Linked DNA regions of Mus musculus: region 2 is linked to region 1. A link is a contact called in public HiChIP or PLAC-seq data. All regions are on one chromosome and are shown on one strand. The core of a region is the stretch at or near the end of the contact, and the rest is flanking DNA. Distances in the headings are between cores, read along the strand shown.

Region 1 (4,448 bases), core at 839-3,338:
CTTTTAGTACTAAGATACAAGCACCTCACGTACAGAAGGGGCAGATGTGATCTGTACTGTGTTCTCCCTCTTGTCATCAGGGCGCTAAAGCATTTTAAGAATTTGTAGACTCAGTCCATCAAAGGAATCCAAGACACGGTGCACACCTGCAGTGATTCCCCTCTGCAGCCTCTCACATAAGCCAGAGATACTCAAAATGCAAACTTTTCTGGTTCATAAAACATCTACACATCTTTGGAGGGGGCAGTGAGGGAGAGAGAAAGGGGGAGAGAGAGAGTGAGAGACAGGGAGAGAGAGAGAGAGAGAGAGAGAGAGAGAGAGAGAGAGAGAGAGAGAGAGAGAGAGAGAGAGAGAGAGAGAGAGAGAACAAATTCAAATTAGAAATAAGTATTTCAACATAAAACCTTGGAGTGGAATAATGAGCTCTGTGCCATCAGATCTAGATTCTGGTTAGAGAGGGCTCACTGGCTTGACTTGATGAGCCATGTGTGGCCTCTTGGCTTGGCTTTCCAGGTGTAGCATAAGAAAGATGTTGAACAGCCATCCATGATTATGGTAAGTTTTCTAATACTCAGAGTAAGAGAAACTTTTAAATTGAATACAGTTAAAACTGTAAGAAATTTTTTTCTGAAACATACTCAGTGGCCAGAGTAGGGGGAAATCATTTTTAAAAGAATAAATCCAATTCTGTTTGTCAATCTAAAGACAAAGTTTCAATTAAGGCACACTGTGTATAGTGACCAAAATATTAGCATGTAAATATAAGTATATACATGGAAAGAGATGGGAAGAAAGGAAGAAGTGTGAACAAGGAATGAGAGACCGACATAGAAAGTACTGAACTATTTTAGTGTAAAAGAATTTGAAATTTTTGAATGTAAATATAATTGTTGCAAATATAAGCACAACAATGTCCAGTTTGACATATTTATTAAATCACTTCCTGCTCCACCGATAGAAAGTAAATGCTACAAAAATCGGAACACTTCTGTTTTCAAAAACTGGGATTCTCTAAGTAGAAATAAGGCTTTCAAATCTATGCCACTTTCTGAAGAATTCTAGAATCCATAGCCTATGAGACTCTTCATTCCACGCTTATTGAAGATCTGCTATCTACCACATATGAATGCCAAGGAATGAAAAGTTTAGAAGCTCAGCCTGTGGAATTCACATTACATCACAGTGACAGTTTGGATGGTATGAGGACCTCAAAGGTTTTGCTTTGTTGAAGAGATCCAAGTCCACAAAAATTCTTGTAGTATAAGAGGTAAATAACCACGTTTACTTAAACTTGAAGAAATACGGGTGGGAGTGGTATAGTGCACAGAGACAGAAAGAGGTAGAGCATGTGCACACGAGTGCACGCGCGCACGCACACACACACACACACACACACACACACACACACACACACACACACACACACACAGATAGAGATTCAAGTTTAACATGCTTTCTGCTCTTAGACTTTAAAAAACATCAGATCTCAAGAAACTCTAAAACTATCACCAAAATCTAAGGAAGCCCAGACACCAGCTTTAGGTAACCACAAGGGAACGACAGGCTGGAGAATCAGCATACAGTGACTGAGGTGACTGAGTGGGGGTGTCTTATAATAGAATTGAGGTCATGATCATTCCACAAGCAGTATTGAGGTTGGTTTGTAAAGCACCAGAAACCTGGTCAAAGCACATTTAGTCACTTGTTTTTGTTTTTGTTTTGTTTTGTTTTGTTTTGTTTTGTTTTGTTTTTCTGGACACCTTACACAGTGCTTCATTTTTTTTAAAGCTCTTACATAATTCATTTCTTATCAAACACCATCCTCATTAGAGGTTACAGTGAGGGCCATGCACTATGACTATAGGGAAACGTGGGAGAGAATAAATGCTAAGGGCTCTTTTGAAGAGAAATAGGACAACAAAAACAAGATCCCAAGTGCATTTTCTCCATTTCCCAGCTTGGGAAACACAGAAGTTCAGTGGCACCCAAAAGTATGTCACGCAATTAAGATAAGACTTTGAAGATCCTACTTGGCTGAACACTCTGGGAGTATAAACAGAATTCTCTTTTCCAGCTATGCAATGCTGTTCTCAAGAGGCACCGACAATAAGCATTTTGTATTATGCCACCGAAACCCAGCACAGACATCAGCTCTGTATTTTACAGTCACTCACAAAGCAATTGGAATTTGACAATAAAACAAACCAAGGCCTTCTCCCTATTACCAAACAGATTTCTAAGGCCTATTGTGCAGAAGAAGAATGTTGCTGAATAAAGTAGTCCAGAGGCTGGAAGTGACTTAGAGCCCAAAGCACTTCCACAAATGCTGTCAAAATAAGGATTTGCGAAGCCTGTGCTCACTGGGAAGAGGACTTTCACAGCAAAGAATCGTCTGCATAATCACAGCTAAGTATAATACCTGCCAGGCTCACAACTCACACAGAAGTCCTAACACACACTGAGAAACCCAGCCATGGCCACTGCCAGTCGCAAGGGAGAGCACAGAGATGCACAGTTAAGATACTTCTCAGAGCTTCTGTGTGAGCAGGTGACGCACTTCATTCCACACATGGATTCTCGGGGGGATAGCCTTCTCCTAGACAAACTCACTAAGATGTTAGGTTTTTAATAACTGAAAGAAGTTTATAGAAAGCAGCTTAAATTGTAGGGATATTCTGAGATTCTTATCTTGGGTGCTTTTGCTCGTCAGAGAGCAAAGTTATCAAACCATAGAAGACATTGAAGAGTCAAAGAGCATGAATCAGTATTCAGATAAGCGCCCATTCATCATGTTCAATATCTGACTTTGCCACAGATACTGGTATGCTCTTAGACCATTTTTTTTTTAAAGATTCAGCTGGGGGTGTGGCTTACTGGAGAAAGCACAGGGTGTGGGGGTGGGGGGGCTGCAGATTCTGTATCTTGCACATTTGTATTTTCCAATGCAGTCAAAATGGATGCTGGTTGTGAAGTGTTCTCTCCAATTGGTTTGGAATTCTGCAATTTGTTGTATTATTCAATTCCACTCAAAAAATATTATGAAATACAGGGAAATAAAACACTAGCCAGAGGGTTATAATATTTGGAGGTTGTCCTTATTCTTCCATGGTTTAATCTTTTGTACTTTAAGTCAGTCTTAGCCTGATCTTTGATGAAGCCATGTAACTGTTCGCTGCCAAAATGAAAAAGGCCACTACATTTAACATGCCACCACTAGGGTGGCTAGCTCCTCATCTATAAAGGGTTATTGGAAGCTTGCAGCAGGCCATATTTTGTTATACAAACATGCCATCTTATATGGACACTAGCCAGTCTGTACTTATTAAATAGCTTTTATCCTTGAACCATAATGAGTAATTTTTTTCTAGAGAAAGATGATTTAATGAACTGAAAAGGCAATGTGGTACAATGCAAAGACCTTGACAGATCTTATTGCTCGAGCTCATTACTTCTTAAATAGCAGTACTGGGCGTTTGACATCCTCGAATACCCACTAACTCCTTCCCAAATAGAACTGATTGCCCATGAGTGCATGTATAAGGACACACATATAGCACTTGAATCCCATTTCAAAGGTTCTAGACATTCATCCTTCTGCAGCTGTGGTTATGAAATTATAGGCAATGAGCTTAATTTAAAAAACTGGAAGATTATAGTACCTTTCCGTATGAAGGGCCACCAAGTACTTAAACAAGGGATAAGGCTGTCATTTCTTGTGAAGATATGGGAAAATTAAAAATAAGAAAGGGGGACATAAAAGAAATATTAAATAAGATCTCCTGTAAGTCTGTAAACACATTTCTCTAGCCTCGGACAGTTCCCCTTTAAATGCTAGAGTTTCTCATTTAATGACAGCTGTGTAATTGTCTCAACAAAAAATTTTTTATTTTTCCTAAATCATTTCAGTTTTTATTGTTGTTTTCTACACATGTCTCCAAAACTTTGTGTTCTGGTTGCAATGGCAGTAGTTGCATTCACTATTTTACCTATAAAACTCAGAACTGATAAACACAATTAAGATACACATGAAAAGTGCCCAGCACATAACCTTGAGAAAACAGAGTCCAAAGGGTAGCTTTTATTTGTGGCTCAGCATCAACACAAGGTCTCTGGTAGTACGGTGGTGTTTTCCTGTCTGGAACAAGGATGGCAGCCATTCTGGCTGCTGTTTGCTTTCTGGTTTATGGAAAACTAGAGAGAGTTTAATGCGTAGGAAATGGAGTAGCTCTGTTTATGGTAAGACCTAAGGAACAATGAAATAGGCTTACTGGTCATCAGTACAATCCACCTAGTCTCAGACGGTCAACTTGTATATATCAACTGGTTATTGAAACGTTGTCTCTGCCTCTCTGAGTGCAGATGAGAGATGTCTGAAATCAACTGGGCCAACCAATCTCCTAAACATTTGGGATTTGGATGCAGTTTTGGCTATACCAATGGTAAAGCTA
Region 2 (4,448 bases), core at 1,167-3,666, 62 kb after region 1:
TAGAGGTCTAATGGGTGAGGTATATTTTACAACTTGAATTACGTTAAAAGCCAGAACTATTTTGCGTCCAAAGTTTTATCTTTTTTTTTCTTTTTCTTAATACAACAAGACCTAACACATTTGATGCATTCAAATAAAATCTCCTCCTGAAGCCAGAGCTCTGGGTTAATCACCTAATGGAGCCAGAGTTTATTAATCAGTATAGGAAGATTCAAGTTAAAATTAAATGGTTCAGTTTAGTAACTATGATACAAAAGATATGGTTAACATAATACACCACGACAAGAGTGCCCAGAACTTGAATAGAAATAATTTCAACTTTAGATTTTGCTTAAAAGGATTTCTGAGAACCTCCGGCAGCAGCAGCCCCTCATGAAGGCTGTGTTAGCTAGAAATCAGGGGCTGTCCTCAGTAGAGGGTAGACTACACCGCCTAATGCATGACACAGTATATTTTAAAACAGTTTCAACTCCCATTAAAAACCCAACAGTGAACACAGCTCAGTGAAGTGGCACTTGTTGGCAAGCTTCCTGGCAACATTTTCAAAGGTACCATGTTGCATCGACTGTACACATTACAGACACAACTCCATCAGCGGAAGGTCTAGCTGAGACCCTTCCCCCACTCCTAATCCCCGTTTTATAAACCTCTAACTTTTCTTATCGGCTTCATGGCACGGCAGCCTAGAGAACTTTACACGCTTTTAAAATCGTCTTCAGTTATTACCATCAAAGCTGGTTCGTTACTATTTCAGCGCATTGAAGTTTCTAGGTTTGGGCTAAACTGGGTAGCTTCCTCACATTTCAAACATTCAGGCTCCTCTGAAAATCGGAAGCTCCTGACAGAACCAGTGACTTGCACCCTAAATCTTCTCCCAGGGCCTGAAATCTCGTCCCTGTCTTCCTAATAAAGGGTAACTCAAATCTTTATTTCAGCTCCTCCCTAGAGGAGGTCAGTCGGTGGGAAAACAGGGAGTTGTTGTCACTGGGATCTATCTATCTGATCTTCCCCAGGCTGACCATGCCAGAGAACAACTGCCCTTTCATGGGCTAGAAAAGCCTGGCTCTCAAGATGCACTTGCTAATGCTGTCAGGAGATGCTGGGGAGCCTCTGCACTGAAACTTGCATCCGTTTGGTTCCCAAATAGATTTCTAATACCAAAGGGCACCTTATATCGTACTGCAGTTTGCCTTCTCCGGGGTAGAACAAGGGGCTAGGAGCTCTGTATAAAAATAAAATAAAAAGCCCACAGAGGCGACTTCTCCGTGTGCTCCATCAGTCTATCAGGTAAGGAAATGTCCCTTCAGGGGATTTCAGTGGGCTTGGAGATTTAACCCTTTCAGATCTTCATTAAAAATACTTTAACGCACATACAACCCCCATATTTGGTCTTCAGTTCTACTCTCCAGTGCCATTGAAGAAATAAAAAAGATCTGCCTGGTCCGTTCCAATTTGAACCTTTTGATCTGGAGAACACTCTGAAGGTGGCGGTGGGGGCACCCTAGTAGGCACCATTAACTCTTGGGGGAGGCTAGCTGGGAAGACTTCACTGTGCAGCATCTCCCAAGAAAGAAACCTCTTTGCCCCCCCCCCCTCCGCCCCCAATTCTCCGCCAGCTCTTACAGTGAAAGGTAACCCTTTCCTTCTCTCGCCCCTTTGCCCCCAGTTCCATTCTACTCACGCTGCTGTTGTGGCCAGACCAGTGGACCATAGCTTGGTTGTGTGCTGAGTCTCCTGTCAGAGCAAATGTGGTGCTGGTCAGTCTCAGCTCCTCCATCCGGAAGCGGGTGGCTTTGTCCGGGTCCCGTGCGCCAGTCCCAAGCCCCTGCTGCCCTCCATCCTTTAGCATGTCCCGGCGGCTCCGACTCGCACCCTCTCCGGGTTCAATCTTCTCGGGTTCCGTTCCACTCCGTCTCCTACGGCCAGAGCGTGCAGCGGTCGCCACTGACACCCTGCTGCCCCCAGCTCGCTCCAGAAACAGCGCACGGTCCCCGGGGGCCACTGCGAACAGGGGTCTCATGAAGAGGGGCGGGGGCGTGGCAGGAGCCCGACCCAGAGGTCCCGGGTGAGGAAAGCCTCTTGGGGTAAGGGTCCGGCGTGGGGTCGAGCTAGGGTGCTGCGGAGGGCAGCAAGAGAGGCTGCTGCAGACGCCGGGGGCTAAGAGCATCAGAAGCCCCGCTCCTGCAAGGAGCGCGCTCAGCCCGGCCGAGGAGCCGTCTCCAGCGCCAACTTTTCCCATCTCTGGAGCGTAGAGAAGCGGAGAGGGGGTCCCGGACCGAAGGCAGGCAGCGGAGCGAGGCTACAGGCTGACGGCGGCAGGGCGTGCGCTCAGGACCACAACTCCATCCAAGTTGGGCTGGGCGGCGGCGGGGCGCGCGGAGGCGGCGCCGGGCAGGTGCCTGCCGCTCGCCCAGGCTGGGCTTGTGCGGAGCGCGCGGGTTGGGACGGAGCTGCGAGCCACCGCCGCCGCCGCCGCCGCGCGGGGGTGGAGCCGAACTGAAGTCACGGGCGGAGAGGGCGCCGCGCGCCGGCTGGCGACGCGGGAGGGAGGGCGGGCTCTGCCGGGGCTCCGGGGCACTGCGTCCCGTCTCCGAGCTGCGCTGTGTCCAGGGCTGCGGGCGCGGGCTGCGCTGTCGCCTACCCTCCCCAAGGCGCGCCGAGTCCCCGCAAGCAGCCCGAGCAAGCACCCTTCCTCTTGGGGCGAGCAGCCCCAGGCTCCCGGAGCAGGCGCTGTGAAGGGTTTCCTATTCCTGTTTTCCCTTCTCTCTGTGGTTGTTTCTCCCCTTTTCTCTTTTTCTGGTCTTTTCCAGTTTAGAAGATGAGTGGGCTCTTGCTCTCCCTCTTAAACTGGGTGAGTTGGCATGTAGTCCTTACTTTGTGTGCCCAGGCCTGGAGAAGATCTCAGAAGGCAGCAGAGAGTGGTGCAATAAACTGTGTGTGTGTGTGTGTGTGTGTGTGTGTGTGTGTGTGTGTGTGTGTCCTGCTCAGTCTATGTGTGTGTGTATATATATATATAGTTGGTGAGATTTTCTCTCCTCTGTGATTCCTCCTAGATTTCAGGTCTTTTTAAGCACTCTCCAGTATTGAAAGCACTCACAGTTGACAACACAATTAAAGTTAAGATTCCCCAAGTATTTTGTAGTTATATACATCTTGGCAACTGTCCTTAAGAGACCATAAGCTCCTTGAGAGAAGGGAGACTCCGAAGTGACCTGTTTGCCGTATTATTCTCTGTGTTTGGTAACAGTGCACTGAATGGTAGCAAATGTAAGTGATTGGCTTGATGAGTATGTGTTGTGAGTTTGTTATAGATCTGTATATCAACAAATAGAGGAAATGTGTTGTATTCTTCTGGCATCACTGGTGTCTAGCTCAGGGTTGCTAACACATGCATTCAGATCCCCCCCCCCCCAGCAAGCCCGCGCTTGAAAGTGTTTGCTGTGGGACCTTCAGGTAATTGTGCTTCCCAAATATTAAATTAAGTGGTTGCAATACATGACCTTTAAAATCCTTTGTGACCCTAAAATTCTGTAATTATGTGATTATAATATCAATCCACCCAAGATCCCCTGCCTCTACTCAGAAATTGAGGTAATGATTTATAGTAGGTGGGAGCGCTTTGGAAATTGCAGTTCATCTAAAGCCAGGCCTTTTTCAAATTGTTAGTTGATGCCAAGGTTTAAATGCCATCGCATCTCTTTACCATTTCCACGCACCAAATAATGTCCTCTTGAGCACATGAGAATTATAAAATTATTGAAGGAATGTTTATGGATTGAATGAACAGATGTTATGAAATAGTGTTAATTCCCGTGTGCAGTTTGATTTTTGTTCAGTTTTGCACTTGGAATCATCATCTTACTCTACAAAATTCAAAGTTTGTGATGAGCCCCACTTGAAAGTAATACACAGTGATAATTAATCTTCAGTTAATGAAACCTTCCTGATGATACTCCAGAGGAACAACTTTATGATAAAAATCTATTCCGGGGAGATGTGACATCATGATGGTTCCTACAGCACACTGCAATCCCAATCCCGGAGAGACTGAACCAGAATGGTCTCCATTAATTCAAGGATAGGATAGGACAGGACAAAGTTGCAGATGTGTTTAGGCTACAGAGTGGAGCCTTATGTAAATTAAAAAATAAATAGACACATGAATAAATAGACAAATAGATAAAAAAATAACCGAAACTAATAAAAATAGCATTGTTCTTATAACAAAAGCAGTCAACGAGCAAGCACATAGGAACTATTTATATCAAGAATCAAAGCTGGGTGCCTAAACGTGTCCTCCAGCGATTAAAAGCCAAGGGCTCTTTTGAAAAGTGCCATCACTACACAAATACAGACCCTGCTAAAACAGAAACATATCCTGGCAGGCTGTAGCTGTCACAGAATGGCAAGAATCAGTAGTCTGATCTCCTACCCCAGGCTTCCTGTCC

The links. HiChIP or PLAC-seq counts read pairs in DNA pulled down with a chosen protein or histone mark.
Region 2: a contact with region 1 is called in an H3K27ac HiChIP or PLAC-seq map of neural progenitor cells, with 2.7 times the contacts expected there. The contact joins the promoter of Sorcs1 here to the enhancer-like site in region 1. A contact is called at or near these places in 5 of 484 Hi-C or Micro-C datasets (Sertoli cells, cerebral cortex, cortical glia and 2 more), 3 of 115 datasets of contacts at active chromatin or transcription factors (embryonic fibroblasts, embryonic stem cells and neural progenitor cells) and 1 of 9 other capture datasets (adipose tissue).

Annotation. Positions count from the first base shown.
Region 1 is chr19:50,614,808-50,619,255 of GRCm38.p6, forward strand. All of the region lies in intron 1 of Sorcs1 (sortilin-related VPS10 domain containing receptor 1), which reads right to left. Among named protein-coding and RNA genes, the nearest start is that of Gm26629, 60 kb to the right of the region's middle. Within about 2 kb of position 2,089, at least 10 of the 459 cell types and tissues checked have an H3K27ac peak or open chromatin away from gene starts, as enhancers often do. A contact at or near this core is called in cortical glia, neural progenitor cells and neural stem cells, where this site is marked.
Region 2 is chr19:50,676,230-50,680,677 of GRCm38.p6, forward strand. It overlaps Sorcs1 (sortilin-related VPS10 domain containing receptor 1), which reads right to left and starts at 2,417. Exons shown (of 26, transcript NM_021377.3): 1 at 1,682-2,417. The coding sequence starts at 2,239. Gm26629 (predicted gene, 26629) reads left to right here and starts at 1,176. Exons shown (of 8, transcript NR_166832.1): 1 at 1,176-1,287.